2 separate regions of the Gossypium hirsutum genome follow, and region 1 is linked to region 2. Evidence: chromatin contacts called from public Hi-C data. All regions are on one chromosome and are shown on one strand. The core of a region is the stretch at or near the end of the contact, and the rest is flanking DNA. Distances in the headings are between cores, read along the strand shown.

Region 1 (5,391 bases), core at 1,616-4,115, 550 kb before region 2:
CGGTCAAAGCGTTTGTAGTCAATCTCATTCATCTTTGCTTGAATTGCTCATTCTCATTTTCATCGTAAGCTTATTCGTCAAATGTTACAGCAAAGCGTTAACTAATTATACAACAGCATACATATACGGAAGAAAAGAGAGGCCTTGTAGTTGCAGGTGAGTATTATGCATCAAATTTGACAACTGTAACTAGTTAATGGAGATGTAAATAGAGGAGCAGGCACCTGAATTATTCCCTCAAGCATCAGCAAAACTTTCTTCATGGTGGGTCTGAGAGAGATGTCTTCTTGAATGCACCAAAGAGCCACCATTACAAACCTCTCCAGCTTCATCTTGTCACTTAAGGCCTCTGCATCAGTGTCGACAAGGGCATCGACAGCGCCTTCCAAAAAGCTGTCCCAAGCCCAATCTGTCAAAATTGCTCTCTCTACTTCACCAACATCCATCGCTACATTTCTTCTACAACAAATGATTTCTAGCAGCAAGACACCAAAGCTATACACATCAACCTTCACACTTACGGGCACGGTCTTGAACCATTCAGGTGCTACATACCCTTTTGTGCCCCTAATATTAGTATTAGTAAAGGATTGATCGGTGCCTAAAAGCTTTGACAGCCCAAAGTCAGAGATCCGAGCTTCATAGTAATCATCAAGAAGTATGTTTTGAGGCTTTATATCACAATGGATTATTTGGGGGCTACACTCCTCGTGCAAGTAATACAGTCCTCTAGCAATTCCCACAGCAATTTGTGTCCTTTGGTTCCAGCTTGGTTTTATATCCCCAAAGAGAAAGCTTGCTAGGGTCCCATTGCTTAAGTACTCGTATACCAGCATTCGATGTTGACTCTCATCACAATATCCCAGCAACTTGACAAGATTCCTATGGTGTGTTTGAGCAATCACACTCACTTCAGTTCTGAATTCCTTGTCTGTGTCTTGAACTACCCTGTCTAACTTCTTAACTGCAACTTTAGTCTGATATTGAGAATCTGCGTCTATTACCCCTTTATAAACGATGCCGAATGATCCCCTTCCCAGCTCCTCCTTGAATCCATTTGTAGCTTCTTCCATCTCCTCATAATTAAAATACCTTAAGCTGCTTTGTATGATAGTTTTGTTTCTCTGATTTCTTGAAATCTTTTTTTGGTACAAGAAAAATGATCCCATACATAATATCCCAACAAGTAGGAAGTTGACAAACACAGAGCTACCTAAGAGCACTGAAATCAGAATTATCAGCGAATTCTGGTTCCCCTTTTTGTCTGGCATCGTCGGAGGGGTTTTATGGGCAATTTCATCTTTTGTTACTTTGAGAAAGGAGATGGAAGTCACTTGCGTATCCTGTCTCCCATATGGAAGTGGCAGTGACTTCTTCCAACAGCCATTCTCATTGTACACAGCCACAATACACAGACAATCCTGCAAACAGTAAGCTTTACAGTCATTTACACTGCAAGGATTAATCCGCTCATAATCGGAAGTCGGCCAATCTGTATTTTGCAGTTCCACTAATTTGTATAAATCTTGTGAGGAATTTTGTGCATCTGCTTCACAACCCTGCATGAAATCTGCTTGGCAGTTGCCGTACTCTTCATTTGCATCGGATAAAGAATAACCTGGTGGGCATTTACATTCTGGCCTTTTGTCGGGTTTAAGTGTGCAGATACTATTGAAGCCACAAGTTCCACTACCCAATTCCGCAAAATTAGTTGTGCAAATATTATCTGGAATGGTCTTAACCACACTCCAGTTTCGACTGCTGCCCGTGGAGTTCTTGGGATAACTAGACAGGGTCAAAACGCCATCAAAATTTAGAGTCGCTCTGTAATAGTAATCTGCAGAAGGAGCTTCATCTCCTAAGCTAAGTGAATGTGTCTGATTGTTTCCTCTCAGTACGTAAAAGGATCCATCTTGATCAAGCCTCACTTGAAAACCAGAATTGGATGAATTTTGTTGATCATAAGTGCCGCTAATGTAGTATGCAACGTAAGCAAAGTTGGACTCCAAATTTATGGAATTGAGCACAGCATTTCCATCTGGAAGTAAACGAAACTGGAATCTACCCTTTGAGAAGTTGTTCTCTTTATGCCGAGACGAAAGCAAACCACCCCTGTCGATTACCTGAGTGGGTAACAGTGTATTAGTAGGGTTGTTGAAGCTCTCCCACAGTGATTCAGAATCACTATAAACTACAAAATTGCCTGTATCATTCATTGTAGCAAACGCAACTTCACCGGTGGCAAAATCAGATCTCCATATCAGTAGACCCTTAGGATCGGTGAGAACTAGTCCTCGATCAGCAGTTAACTCCACCTTGGATCTTCTCGGAGCAGGTTTATCTCCATTTGCATACCAAACAATGGTACGGTTTGGTATTTTATAATACCATATAGCAAGTAGGAATTGATCTTTATTTTCAAGTTGGTGAAATCCCAAGGCGAAATGATTGGAAGGAGAAAGCCATGGGTTTGCATCATCAGTCGCTTCGATGAAGGTGCTAGGGCGGATGTCACTAGCACTACTTTGAGCAGCAACAAGAGGTAGGAGCAGCAATATGTAAGCGGAAAAAAAGGGATGAAAAACTGAAGCCATTGATTAACTTGTAATGAAACAGAGGATTGAGCCGCTCTAGGAAGGAACTCCGATCTGATATTGAAAGATATTCACTCATATAATCTATTCAAGTTCGAGCTTTGGAAAGAAGTGATAAGTTTTTAAAAGATATTCACTCATATAGTCTCTAATTGTACCATAAAAAAAGTGTTGAGCTTGTATGACAGAAGCAGTCAAGCTTGGAAAAGTTTATAACTACTAATTCTCCGTGTTGAATCATTCAACCCTTGAAATTTCTTTCTAGCATCTAAGAACGTATGAGAAAACCAATCAAGATGTTGGTCAAAAATCAATTTACAAAAGCCTACTATTTTCCATCATTGTCATTCAACATTAACTTTTCCCTCATAATACGGCAGAGCTTAGGCCAATAGCTGGAAACCCTTTCACCTTCATGACGTAGCAGATGTTTGAAACTGTGGCGACCAAGATGTAGCTTATTTCCAAAAAAAAAAAAAAAACGCGTTGACATGTACTTTGGAGATGTTTAAAAAAAAAAAATGTGCTTCAAGGAATATTCACTCTCTATTTCTAACTTTTTTTTTCTTAATTTAGTACTTAAAATATAAAATTATTTTATTTTTAGTCTATTTTGTAACCTTCAATAAGTAAGTTTGACTTATGAAAAAATACTATGTGTCATTTTTTAGTCAATAAAAAAAATGTCATGTCACATACAATTAAGTTTATTTAAAATAAAAATATTAAATTTAATTTAAAAATATAAAATTATAATACTAAATATTTAAATATAAAAAAAACTTTTGGCTTTGAATAACCATTGATCGGCATCGGTCGGCTATGTAGCGCTATCAGCACATGTCACGTGTCTTTTTTGTTTAATATTATATATTATATTGATTAAAAATGTAAAAAAATCATTTTTGAGCTTTTTAAAAACTTTATATATATTATATATGATTTTTACATATTTAATCACTATAATATATAATATTTAAAAATTAAAGGCAGGGACACGTGGCGTGTTCTAGTAGCCCCATGTGGTCGATCATCGGTCAATCAATGCCAGTCAATGGTTGGTCAACGTTGATCAATGGTTGGTCAACGTTGATCAACGGTTGATTAAAGTGAAAAACATTTTGTTAATATTTATATTTTATTTTTTATTTTTTAATTTAAATTTAAAAAAACTACAACAAATAGCATATTACATGTCAATGACGACGGTAACATCGATGCATCCGCCACCGATGTATCCATCACCTCCGACAATTCCACCATATTATTTGCAACCGATATATGCGGCATCATACATATACACCGATAATTTCGCAAACACCCCCAGCATCATTGTTTTACCAAGGTAGCTCATCTTTGCAACCATCTGTTCATACAACGGATGACATACAATGGCAACCAAGGATGACACCCCACTCAACCACGGAGGAAGGAGATGAAGATAAACATGACGGTCAAGGTGAAGATGAAGACGAAGAAAATAAGGAGCCAAAATCCCAACTTGTACGAAGAAGAAATCCGAGTTCAACTAATTCATGTACAACTAATGCATTAATATCATGAGCATAATATCAACTAATGCATGCAAAGGTAAATCAAACAAAAAAATGTACTAGCAAAAATATCAGGAGCATAAACATCCTCTCTGGCAAATTTAAATCAATGATACATTACTATCAGAGACTATTGTGGCATATACTTCCATACTTGATATTAATCTTAGTTTAGTCCTAGAACCGACCAAACTCAATATCTGAAACTACTAAATGTAACATCCCACTCCAAACCCGATCATCAAGTTTGAGATATGAGACACCACGTTCCAATTTTGAAGCTACTACACTTTTATTTCAAAATTAAATAAGACAATTTATACAAGATAGTTGAAATTAAATACTTCTAAAGAAATCATTATTCAATTCTAAGTCATAAGTAGGCTTACGAAAGCTCTCTTGATACCCCAACAACAATTGAGCAACTAAAATGTGAAAACTATTAAGACAGAAGGGTGTTGTCGCGACATTGTAGGCAGTAACTTTATGTCATGACTTTAAAAAGGTTGATTGACAACCATGAAGGTAATAATTCAATTTCGTGACTTCAATAAGGGAAACATTGTAACATCGATAATTGTGGGGTTTAGTGTCATGACTACAGCGAAAGCAAGTTGTGACACTAAAGGTAGTGGGCTGATGGTCACGACTTCAAATAGGGGTGTTGTTGCAACTGTGTGGATAGAGGCTTAATTTCACGATACTGAAGGGAGAATGTCGTGACTCTTAGGACATATCTATTGAACTGCTTTATTTGATATATTATTTTGATATAACAAATAAAAATATCTTTAAATTAAAAAAATAACTTTAATGTTCATTGAATCATGCATTAAATGCTATTGGTATCGATACTCGTACAAAAAGTATCGATACTTTTTGTTGCAGGTGAATTTAATGATCTTGTATTTTTCATCCCAATGACTTTATTTATTTTTCAACAACTATAACGGTTGGAAATGAATTAGAGGGTATAAATACCAGGTTCTAAAGGTCCCACAACAACTAAAACGAATACTCAAGCTTAAAGATCAATCAAAACAACCAATGTGCCATATATTTCCATACTTTTCTTTAATACACTTGTAAGCTTTATTTTCATTCATTTTCTCAAGTGTTTTTCATTGTAATTGAGCTTAATTTTGCAAACACTCAAATCTTGTAAGGATTGTTTCTTTGTTTGCTACTTTGCATCTCTGTAAGAAGGTTAGTATATTAAGATTTGAATAGAAATCTTAAGGGAG
Region 2 (5,770 bases), core at 2,218-4,717:
AGTTCATTTTGTTTTTCTATGGTTTTTTTTTTTTTGGAATAATTGCTAATCGAATTTAACATGATATCAGAACTCTCGAGTTCAAATCTTAACAATATCCGGTGAATCTCGTTCATCATTCCTCCGACTTATATGTTAGGGGACTTGTTGAAACTTTTTTAATAACAAGTAGACATAGAGGTTGTCTAAGGATTGAACCCATGACTGGTTCACCGAGACTTGAACACAGATTCTTTGTCACTCCATCAATGCTTCATTCGACGGGGACTTGTTGCAACTTAAATATGATAGTTGGGTCTTTGTCTTAGCCTAAGCTTTTGGGAGCATTGATAACAAATTCTAGTGTCTTGTTATCTCATCTACTAATATATAAATAGACAAACTTCTGCCTTCTCCTATCCCTTTTCTGAGCTTTTATGATGAACAATTATTTCCCACAAATGGTTGGTGTGATTAATGAATGTAGCTATAGACTATACCGAACTCTGTTTGATCCAAAAATAAGATGATAGTGAAAGGAAGTTTGCATGATTGAGACCACCTTTAGTATACAATTTTTTCTTGTTACAGCAAATGGAATTGCTGTCATCTTCTTCCCCTTTCCTAACCTTCTATTCAATATGATTTTCATAAATATGCTGTAGGTACCAGGGGAGGCTGAAGCACATTTCGCGCAGATGGATACTGCCAAAGTTATGAAGAAATTTCTTACAACTCGAGATCCAAATCCTCCTTGTATACCTAAAGAAACCGGGTTGAAAGCATTACCTGATCCTCCAGCCTTACCCTCTTGGCTGTCCGAAGATGAAATCAATTACTTTGCCACCAAATTTAATCAGAAGGGATTCACTGGAGGACTCAACTATTATCGAGCTATGAATCTGTACGTGCAGGCTGTGATTGTTCAACTCTCATTTCCATTTCATTTTTCTGCCTAATTAAGTTCCACTTCTTTGTTTTTTCAATAATCTATCATTGAAGGTAGCCAAGATGATCTGATATGTTCTTGTTTGCAGAAACTGGGAACTGATGGCATCATGGACTGGATTACAAATCCAAGTACCGGTTAAGTTCATCGTGGGCGACCTGGACATTACCTACCACATCCCTGGTGTTAAGGAATACTTACAAAATGGTGGGTTCAAGAAAAATGTGCCTTTTTTGCAGGAACTAGTTGTCATGGAAGGAGTAGCCCATTTTATCAACCAAGAAAAACCTCAGGAGATTAGCATGCACATTTATGACTTCATTAAGAAATTCTAGGTTCTTGCCCTTCTCTTGTTTTCAACTCTTCCCTTGAAGCTTGTGACCCAATAATAAGGCCAGTTTTATACCATTGCAAGGCCATTTGCTTGGCTCTATTTAATGCTTTCCCTGTTTTATTTGAACTACTGGAATTAATATTTTTGCAGTGCTTTGTGTACGGTTATCAGCTTATGGAACTCAATGCTGTTCTGATTTATATATAAGAAATACAGACATCCAACAACGTTCTTCAATCACTCTAAAATCCTTTTCATTAAACAAATTATAAAAGATTCCAAATTACAATCATGGAAAAGAAAAAGAACAGGAAAGGTGGAAAGCACAAAAAGCAAAACTGAGCATTCCCATTATCATGATAGGTTGATAAGTTTTTTTTTTTCCAGGGCAATTGGAATCTCAAACCCTGAAGCCTTTGCTGTTCCTTCTTCCTCTAGCCCTCTCAAATTTCCTTCCTTTTGACCGCACATAGGGCTTGGTGTGGCTGTGTGGCACACCAGGAGCAGGTCCGAAGTGCTTCACAGCCTCACGAGCATTCTTTGGACCTCGGAGGAGAACCTGCATATTTTCAACGTAGAATTTAAGTCAATTTCACCATTGCAGTATGTAGATCAGTAATTGATAGCAATTCTTTTTGTCAAAACTGCAAATGAAACTTGTAGATCAGTAATTGATAGCAATTCTTTTTGTCAAAACTTCAAATGAAACTTGTTAAATCAATAGAGAAACAGGGAAATGATATGAAAGACATAATTCAAAGAGTATAATCTTTTGAAATGAAAGTAATTCACAAAGGTGGATTGCACAAAATAAGATATAATTTACTTTGTTAAGGCGAACCCACACCTGCACTTTAGAACTGCCATAATCATAGAGTGAAATACTCAATTGACCACTGCAGGAAGACAGAAGGAGAAACACTTTTATCTATACAACACAGAAGCCAAAAACTCAAAACATAGGATAGCTTTGGATGGGCGATTGAGTGCGGTGCGGTGCGTTTAGCTTACTTTTTGTCTCACGCTACAGTATCGCTACAGTATCTAATCTCACCGCTACCGCTATTTTTATACTAACCCACCCTTAATATGATTTCATCTATTAGAACTTCGCCCATTCATACAATTCAAACCAAGTTTTGTCATCAATCCTTCCTACCAAAAAATGAATAATATATGACATTCCAAAGCTAGCAAAAACAAGTCAGCAATTCCAACCAACAACCAGATAATTTCAGTTTCGAAATGACAAGTAAACAACTGCAGAATCCAGGCAACTGAAGTAAAAGATTTGTATGATAAAGCATACCGTGTTCTGTCCAAGAGGTGCTCGAAGAGCAAGTTGGTCAAATGTTAAACATTCCCCACCAGCCTTGTCAATTCTCGCCCTCGCTGTCTCAGTGAACCTTAGTGCAGTAACCTTCAGAGCGGGAACTTCATATACACGAATGTCATCGGTGACAGTTCCAACTACCACTGCAATCTTATCCTCCTACTCGATCAAACCAATAATAAGATCAATCACTCATCACACAATAATTTAAATAAAAAATTGGAAAAACCTTAGAAACAAATTCAAAAGAAAAATGAGTTACCTTGCCCTTCATGAATTCAATCAATCTGGATAGAGAGAGAGGAGGCTTGTTCACTTTGCTCATAAAAAGACGCTTCAAAATCACAGCATTGAATTTGCTGCCAGTCCTTCTTACCAGAAATCGGTAAAGCTGGTAATGGATGCAAACACATTTAAAAACATTCAAATTTCCTTCATTAAACCAAAAAAAAAGCACAATGAAATGACTGGAACAGAGCAGGAACCTTGACGATGAGTTTGAGGTAGATATCATCGGACTTGGGAGCAGTTCTCTTCGTCTTCTTGCTCTTGCCACCGGCGACCAAGTCGATACCCTGAAATTGCAATGAAAAGAGAAAGGTTCAAAAAAATATTAGAAAAATAAAGAAATGGCTTTGAGTGAGGGTTTGGGAGAGGAAAGAGATACCATGGCCGGTGAAGCTGATACGAGGGGGAAGGCAGTGCCGAGCGAGGGAAAATGGCCTTAATAGCAACTTAGTATGAGAGACCTAGGGTTTTAGAAATCATTCCTATTGAGATCCATTAATTCCAATGTCACCAGATTCTTTAATCCATTGATTTGATGAGTCCGGCTGCAGTTCTGACCTTATTGGGGCCAGAAACGGATGAAGAAATTTGAATTTGAAGTTCAAAAGCCCATGTTAAGTTCTCTAGCCCAAAGCATTGTTTGGCTAATATATACTATACCGCTTGCTTATTAATTGAATGGATCTGTCACTTAGGAAAAGATTCTGTGTAGAGTTTGCTTTGAGGAACAAATTAGTGTAGTCCAGCTTCTTTGTAAGCGTCATGTTCTCTGCAGGTATTTGCATCTACCCTTGTAATATTGTGTTATGTGCCTTAGCGTAGGATGTAGTCATATGTCTAGACGAGAAAGAGTTATTGCTTCGACCTATGATTACTCAAAAGGTAAATCCGTCCTTGACTAAACCCCCTCCTAAAATAACGCTTGTGGTAAAAATAAATTGCTTACTCTTTATTTCATATTGGCAGCCTTTTTATAAGATGTTAATAACAAAGGAAAGAGTCGAAATAAAATTCCTAATTTAGAGTTTATAAGGGAAATAAAAAAAACCCTAATATAATAGAGAGAATAAGTAAAACTAAAAATCTTAATAATCTGATATAATAATGAAATTAAATAAATCTAAAACTCTAATTTTTGTCGTTCCTTTTTTCTATTCCTTCTTTGATATTATTTCCCAATAAAAACATCTATATCATTACTCCCCCTATCGGAATTGAGCTTGTCCTCAAGCTCAAATTCAGGATAAGCTTCATGAAAACAATCAAATGGTTCTCAGGTGGTATCTTCTTGAGGACAACCTGCCCATTGCACTAATAGTTCCCGTCGACCTCGATTTAGCCTGCTACGACTAATAACTTGTGGAATAGGCAAGGCCTTGCCATCATACACTAAGGGCAAGTCTCCCACTACATCTGGTTGAGGTCCCTTGTATTCTTTAAGGAAAGAAACATGGAATACATCATGTATTTTGTTACCTGTAGGTAATTCAAATTGATAGGCCACTATTGCTATTTTGTTCAAGACCTTCAAAGGACCAAAATACTCTGGCAGCAGCTTGTGATGCTTCTGTTTAGTTATCGTGAATTACCGATATTGCTGAAGTCGTAACCAAACTCAATCTCCGACTTCAAAGTTCAACTCTCAGTGCCCCAAATCATAAGTGTTCTTTATTCGTTGTTGAGCTTGCAATAGTCTATTCCAAGCATTTTTGTGAAAGTGCATCCTTATCTTGTAGGGTCTTATCCACAACTTCAATCTTTGTAGAACCAACTAAATAAGAGAGAAGTCGAGGTGGATCCCCACCGTATACTAATTGGAAAGGGGTGGCCCTTATGGTACTGTGATAAGAGGTGTTGTAGCAATACTCAGCCCATGGAACCCAATTGACTTACTATCCTAGACGATCATTAGAGAGGCATTGCAGGTACATTTCTATTGTTCGATTAACTACCTCTAACTGGCCATTAGATTAAGGATGGCATGCTGAAGAAAAAGCGAGCTTAGAACCACTCTGACGAAATAATTCCTTCTAAAACAAGCTGAGGAAAACTTTATCACGATCCAAAACTATGGATTCCAACAAGCCATAAAGTCGGAATACCTTTGCGAAGAAGACAGTAGCAACAGATATAATAGTAAACGGATGGGCCAAGGGTAAAAAATGAGCATATTTTGATAGTCTATCCACAACCACCATAAGTACTGATTTCCCTTTTAACTTTTTCTAGACCTTCTACAATCTATAGAGATATCAACCCAAATTTGTTGAGGAATTGGAAGAAGCTGAAGTAAACCTGCGTGTTGTAAATTTTCCCATTTGTGGCATTGGCATAATAAACAATTTTGTAAAAATTCTGAGGTTACAAGCTTCATTCCTTTCCAAAAAAAAATCTTGACGAAGACGATGCAATGTTTTCGGTCCCCCTTGTGCCATAACATGTATAGAAGAAATAATAGTGGGAATAATTTTAGGTAGGTAGAAGGTACAACCTCCTTTTGAAGAAAATCAACCCATATTGTGCAACCCAATTTGACCCCAATTCTCATTGTAGAATTCTTTGCTGGAGTTGTAATCATTCTGGAGAAATTCTCGTTTCTTGTCTGATGACCTTAAGAATTTCAACTTGAGGGAAAGAAACAGTCATAAGGTGTGGTAAGTCTTCGTCTTCTCTAGATAAAGCATATGCAGCTCTATTCAACTTTCCTACTTTATATTCCACTCGAAAATCAAACCCCATCAGCATGCTGATCCAATGTTGTTGTGGGGATGTCGTAAGTTGCTAGTCTAACAAGTAATTAAGACTGAAGTGATCAGTACGGATTAGGAAGTGCCTTCCCCAAAGATAGGGTCTCCAATGAGTCACTGCCTTTTCTAAACCAATTAAT

What was found. A called contact is a pair of places that touch in the nucleus more often than the background predicts.
Region 1: a contact with region 2 is called in a Hi-C map of leaf, with 2.7 times the contacts expected there. The contact joins the promoter of LOC107913893 here to the promoter of LOC107913831 in region 2. A contact is called at or near these places in 2 of 34 Hi-C or Micro-C datasets (leaf and seedling).

Annotation. Positions count from the first base shown.
Region 1 is chrD08:13,620,690-13,626,080 of Gossypium_hirsutum_v2.1, reverse strand. LOC107913893 (G-type lectin S-receptor-like serine/threonine-protein kinase RLK1) reads right to left here and starts at 2,865. Exons shown (of 1, transcript XM_016842563.2): 1 at 12-2,865. The coding sequence starts at 2,594. The coding sequence ends at 171.
Region 2 is chrD08:13,073,166-13,078,935 of Gossypium_hirsutum_v2.1, reverse strand. LOC107913831 (60S ribosomal protein L18-2) reads right to left here and starts at 3,467. Exons shown (of 5, transcript XM_016842480.2): 1 at 3,263-3,467; 2 at 3,081-3,170; 3 at 2,858-2,986; 4 at 2,572-2,754; 5 at 1,435-1,821. The coding sequence starts at 3,265. The coding sequence ends at 1,663. It overlaps LOC107913820 (epoxide hydrolase A), which reads left to right. Exons shown (of 3, transcript XM_016842469.2): 2 at 645-883; 3 at 1,017-1,423. The coding sequence ends at 1,263.